Regions from separate parts of the Pan troglodytes genome. Here region 1 is linked to region 2. The links are chromatin contacts, called in public Hi-C maps. All regions are on one chromosome and are shown on one strand. The core of a region is the stretch at or near the end of the contact, and the rest is flanking DNA. Distances in the headings are between cores, read along the strand shown.

What was found. A called contact is a pair of places that touch in the nucleus more often than the background predicts.
Region 1: a contact with region 2 is called in a Hi-C map of induced pluripotent stem cells, with 2.8 times the contacts expected there. The contact joins the enhancer-like site here to the promoter of SNURF in region 2. A contact is called at or near these places in 1 of 7 Hi-C or Micro-C datasets (induced pluripotent stem cells) and 1 of 1 datasets of contacts at active chromatin or transcription factors (stem cell-derived excitatory neurons).

What each region holds. Positions count from the first base shown.
Region 1 is chr16:10,768,051-10,770,750 of NHGRI_mPanTro3-v2.0_pri, reverse strand. All of the region lies in intron 13 of LOC112205572 (serine/threonine-protein kinase Nek4-like), which reads left to right. Among named protein-coding and RNA genes, the nearest start is that of NPAP1, 97 kb to the left of the region's middle. Within about 2 kb of position 1,395, at least 12 of the 24 cell types and tissues checked have an H3K27ac peak or open chromatin away from gene starts, as enhancers often do. A contact at or near this core is called in induced pluripotent stem cells, where this site is marked.
Region 2 is chr16:10,585,538-10,588,237 of NHGRI_mPanTro3-v2.0_pri, reverse strand. It overlaps SNURF (SNRPN upstream open reading frame), which reads left to right and starts at 1,268. Exons shown (of 10, transcript NM_001110815.1): 1 at 1,268-1,377. The coding sequence starts at 1,364. SNRPN (small nuclear ribonucleoprotein polypeptide N) reads left to right here and starts at 1,264. Exons shown (of 10, transcript NM_001256797.1): 1 at 1,264-1,377.

The DNA.
Region 1 (2,700 bases), core at 146-2,645, 180 kb before region 2:
TCTATGATAAATTTTGAATAATTTTTAATATCTACTACAAAATAAGGGTGAACATTTTGGTTTTTATTTTTGGTATATGAATATTCAATTGTTCAAGAATCATTTGTTGCAAACTCTGTCCTTTCTCCATTAAATTTCTTTGGAACATGAGTCAAAAATCTACCAACCACATACGTGTAGGTCTATTTCTGGGTGCTAAGCTGTTTCATTTATCTAAATATATATCCTTACACCAAAGCACACTATCTGTACTAATACTGCATTATATTAAATTTTGAAATAGGTAAAGTGAGTACCCCAACATTGTTCCTCCTTTTCTTAATGTGTTTGGCTATTCTACTTTTACTTTCTAATACAAATTTTAGAATCTATTTGTCAATTTCTACAAAAAAAATCATAATGGGATGTTGATTGAGGATTTAGTGAATGCATAGATTAAAATGTAAGAATCGCTCTCTTAATATTGACCTTCCAATTCATGAAATTAGTGTATCGCTGTATTTATTTAGATCTTTTAAAACTAATCTCATCAGTGTTTCCTAATTCCCAGAGTACAATTTTTGCCAGATTTATCTCTAAGAATATCATTTTTATACTGCTGTAAATATATTTTAACTTCAATGCTCAATTTTTCATTATCGCTATAAGGGAAGACAGTTGATTTTCACCTATGCATTTTTGCAAACTAAGAAAATCTAGTGACAACCATGTGGTATATATATTGCTACATGTGAGGCATGGACAAATGAACAACAAACATACATTTCTCCTATATTTGAGACATCAGTCAAGCTGATATTCGAACATATAGGCAATAAAAATCAGATTAGAGAGGCTGCATAGTTATGTGGAAATCCACAAAATGCATGTGCATACAACACTAATTTAAATGGTCACTGCAGGTATCCTGCAGGAAGTAATTTAAGATTGAAAACATGAATAAGTAGCTGAAAAACGATGCAAATTTAAGCTGGGAAAGACAAAAGAATGATTAGTATTCATGTAGAAACCACGACATGTATACAAGTCAAAATATTTGAGGCATCACAAGAATAGCAATTTCAGAACACATGAAGGAAGTTACAAATCTATGTCAGGGCTAGATTTTTAAGAAATTATGTGGGGTTGAGGCTCAGCCCCTGCATTGGCAAAGAAAAAGTTATGGGTGATGAAAATAGACAACCTAAAGTCCTGGAAAAGAGTCCACACAAAATTTTAGTATTTTCAAGGTAGAAGCTTCTCTTGACTCAGTTGGACCTCCCTGTGAAAAATAGGAAATCAGAAAAGGAACTTTCCACCTAGAAAACGAATTTCAGTACCAAGCATAGATTGCTTTCACGCCTAAACCCCTCCTTACTTGCATTGCAGAAGTACCTGCTATACTGTAGTTTTTGGGCATGAGGGACCCCTGTGCTCACAGCGCCATCTAGCATCAACAGAAAGGGGGGCTGATGGCAGCTTTAATAAATTCAGGAGAGGAAAAAAAAAACACAAAACAAAACAGATGGCGGCCCAGCATCCAGGAACTGCTGTGTTCATTTGAGTAGGATTTTTCTTATATTCGTTTAAAAACTGAAACATAATTCATAATTGCTGCAGGGGTTAGGGGTGAAATGCAATTGGTAACCATTCCCAGTAAAGACTCAGGGAATCCTGGCCCAAGACCACATTTCCTGTCATTTAACGCAAGGGTTAAAAGGTCGAAGTGAATCCCATTACGCTAATTGATTTCATTTACAAACATGGATGTATAGGAGTGTGTTACTATGCACGGAATCATACTTCGGATGTGACTGTAAAACGAGTTCAGCTGATTTTGCACTGTCACATTAAACCCGGCACCGTGTGTTTCCATATACATCACGCTCCTCTTTGGTAGCACTACAGTTCATAAGATGAATGTAATTTCTTAGATTACAGCCTTAACTGGTTATTACTCTTTCAATGTTTTCTAATGTGATATAGATGTCGGACGTATTCGCTCAAGTATACGTGGCGGGGCCGGGGTCCCGACCGTCTGTCGGAGCGAGCTGTGCCGCAAAGCCCAGCTACTCCGATCTCACAGGGATGGTGGCAAGAAATGCGCCATTGTTCGGCGCAGCGAAACAGCCCGCAGTGCGCTGTGGGAAGGTCACATGACAGAGGGGGAAGACGGTGGCCGGCAGGAGCCGATCCACTGCGCGCCTGCGCGGCTCCGGTGGCGTGGATGACGCTGGTCTCCCGTCACCGTTTCCGTTTCCGGGCGAGTCTGTTCGGCTTATGGCGTCTGCTAGGAGTCTCCTATCTGGCGTTTGTGCCGCAGAAAACCTTTAACCTGCGTTTTACCCGTAAACATTTTCCTTTTTAGGCTTCCTATCATTGTTTTGGTTCTTGCTCCTGTATTAACTTTGTTTTTGGTTTTTTCTTTTTTTTTTTTTTCAAGACGGAGTCTCGCTCTGTCGCCCAGGCTGGAGTGCAGTGGTGCGATCTCGGCTCACTGCAAGCTCCGCCTCCCGCGTTCACGCTATTCTCCTACCTCAGCCTCCCGAGTAACTGGGACTACAGGCGCCCGACATCACGCCCGGCTAATTTTTTTAATTTTAATGGAGACGGAGTTTCACCATGTTAGCCAGGATGGTCTCGATCTGCTGACCTCGTGATCCGCTCGCCTCGGCCTCCCAAAGTACTGGGATTACAGGCGTGAGCCACCGCGCTCGGCCG
Region 2 (2,700 bases), core at 19-2,518:
TGTATCAATGAACTATTAGAAATTGCAATGTTTTTGTAGGTCAAAACAATTCAATATTGACAATTTTATATGATTCAGCCTAATACATCATTTTTTCCATCAGCCATATTGCATGTTATTGTTTATATATACGTTTATTTATTTAGCCTATCTGTTCTCTGTGAGGAACATTACACAGTTTCTGAGATTTTGTTACGATAGAAGTCAGCATTGATAAGCCTCTGCGCACCTGTTTTAATGTAGGATCATTGGGAACTGAGCAGTAGCTTACAGGGCTTGGGAGGGGATTTAACCATTTAGTCAACCTCCACTCACATCACCCTCCCTTCTTCGATAATGGGCAATTGAGAAAGGGCAAATGTGTGTAAAAACTATGCAGATGCAGTTTCAGGATTATTTTCTTCTTTTCTGCAGTGTCTTTTCCCAAGCTACATCAGCGTCTAAATTTTGGAGTTACTGATGCTTCCGTTATTTCTGCAGATAGAATATTATGTCGTAAATAATGTTTACTTGTCCATTAGTATTATATAAAAGTGCCTGTTTCTCCCCACTCCAGCTATCATTGATTATTGGTAAAAATTTTAATGTATCCAATTCTAATAGGCAAAGAAAGGCTCTCCTACTTAGATCTTAGGTGGGGGTCTAAGTTCATATTTTTGTTTTACAAAAATTGAATAGCCAGTGTTTTTGAGTTGAATGATCTATCCATTCCGTATAGGAGAGTTTAATTATATTGTGATTTTGGGGGAGATAATTTTCACAATTTACCCCCTCAAAATGTAGAAAGTAGAAAAAGGGTAGAAAAATCGCACCAAATTTGAACAATGTAACATGCTCTTAGAGTTAGGGATATTTTCTTCTGGAAGGATTTCAAGTCTGGCATATTTGCATTGATTGTGGTTATGGCGCATTTAACTTTTCCAAACCAGCTTTTTTGTACCGCACGTAGGAAGACCTGAGAGTGAGTGTAAATTAGGATTGTTTGGCCAGTGGTGTGTGCAAAAATTTATTGTAGAACCAAGAATTATTTCTTTAGTATTTTACACATTTTAAAAAACAGGTAGACATGTCCATTGATCCCAGGTTGCTTATGGTTTCTAGAGGCCCCCTCTCAATGCAACAGTGCTGTGGGGCCCTGGGGGTCCAGTAGCCCCCTCCCCCCAGGTCATTCCGGTGAGGGAGGGAGCTGGGACCCCTGCACTGCGGCAAACAAGCACGCCTGCGCGGCCGCAGAGGCAGGCTGGCGCGCATGCTCAGGCGGGGATGTGTGCGAAGCCTGCCGCTGCTGCAGCGAGTCTGGCGCAGAGTGGAGCGGCCGCCGGAGATGCCTGACGCATCTGTCTGAGGAGCGGTCAGTGACGCGATGGAGCGGGCAAGGTCAGCTGTGCCGGTGGCTTCTCTCAAGAGACAGCCTGGGGAGCGGCCACTTTTATTCATCAGATATTCCAAGTTTTCAGGACTTGGAGTACTAAATAAGCGGAATTTGGGCCCTAAAGTCCTTTGTTCTGGAGAACCAGATCCGGAATGTTCAGAGGCTTGCTGTTGTGCCGTTCTGCCCCGATGGTATCCTGTCCGCTTGCATTGGGGCGCGTCACCCATCCGCCCCCAACTGTGGTGTCGCGACAGGTCCTATTGCGGGTGTCTGCGGTGGGAAGGGCGGTGGTGACTGGGAGCATGCGGGGTAACCGCAGTGGACAAGGGACATGGGTGGAGGTGGGTACATCAGGGTGATTGCAGTTCCGTGTGGCGAGGGTACGTGGGGGGACCAGTGCATAGGGATTTTAGGCGGAGGTAGGTATATTGGAGTGACTGTGGCGGGGCGAAGGTACGTGAAGTGATCGGTATTTAGGGGGTGTTGAGCGCAGGTAGGTGTATAATAGTGACCACTGCGTGGTGGAGCAGGGTACGTGGGGCGACTGGGGGGGGGAATTCGTCGCAGTGACCGAGGCGAGGAGGCTATGGCAGTGGACCAGGGGGATGAGTCGGTGTGACAGTGGTGGGGGTTGTGTTGGTGGTCGCGGCGCGGGGAGAGTCCGTAGGAAGTGGCTGGGAGGTAGGGGGAAGGCGGCGGCAGTGGGTATTGGCGGCGGTGGGCATTGGCAGCGGGTAGGCATGGCGGTGGTGGGCTTTGGCGGCGGTAGGCATGGCGGCGGTGGGCATGGCATGGAGGCGGTGGGCATGGCATGGAGGCGGTGGGCATGGCATGGAGGCGGTGGGCATGGCGGCCGCGGGGCCTGTCGCTGTCTGGAGTGACTAAGGGACGCTGAATGATCGCTGTGGCGAGGAGGGGGCATCAGAAGGGGCAGTAGCACAGTCCGCAGCCTTTAATTTTCCTGCGACCTGCGATGGTCATCTGGTTTGCCTACTGTGGTGGTGGTGCTTTTTTATTAAAACTGCGCAACGCCTACACTGCCGCAGGGGCTGCAGAAATGCGTGGAATCCTTGCGTACCCTTTAGGAACCCTCGCTTTAGAGGCTATGGCATAAGAAGACAGGAATGATGTGCAGAACTTGCATTTACAGATCTTTTGACTGATAGGCCGGGTGATGCCTGGGGGTTACTTTTTTTTCATTGTTTCTCTCTGTTGGGAACCAGGTCTTGGAAGGCTATGTCGAAATAACCTGGGGGTCTGTGTTGCGTCACTGCCATTGTGCAGCTCCTTCAAGATGGCCGCCGCTGCAGCGGCTTAGATCTGCGCAA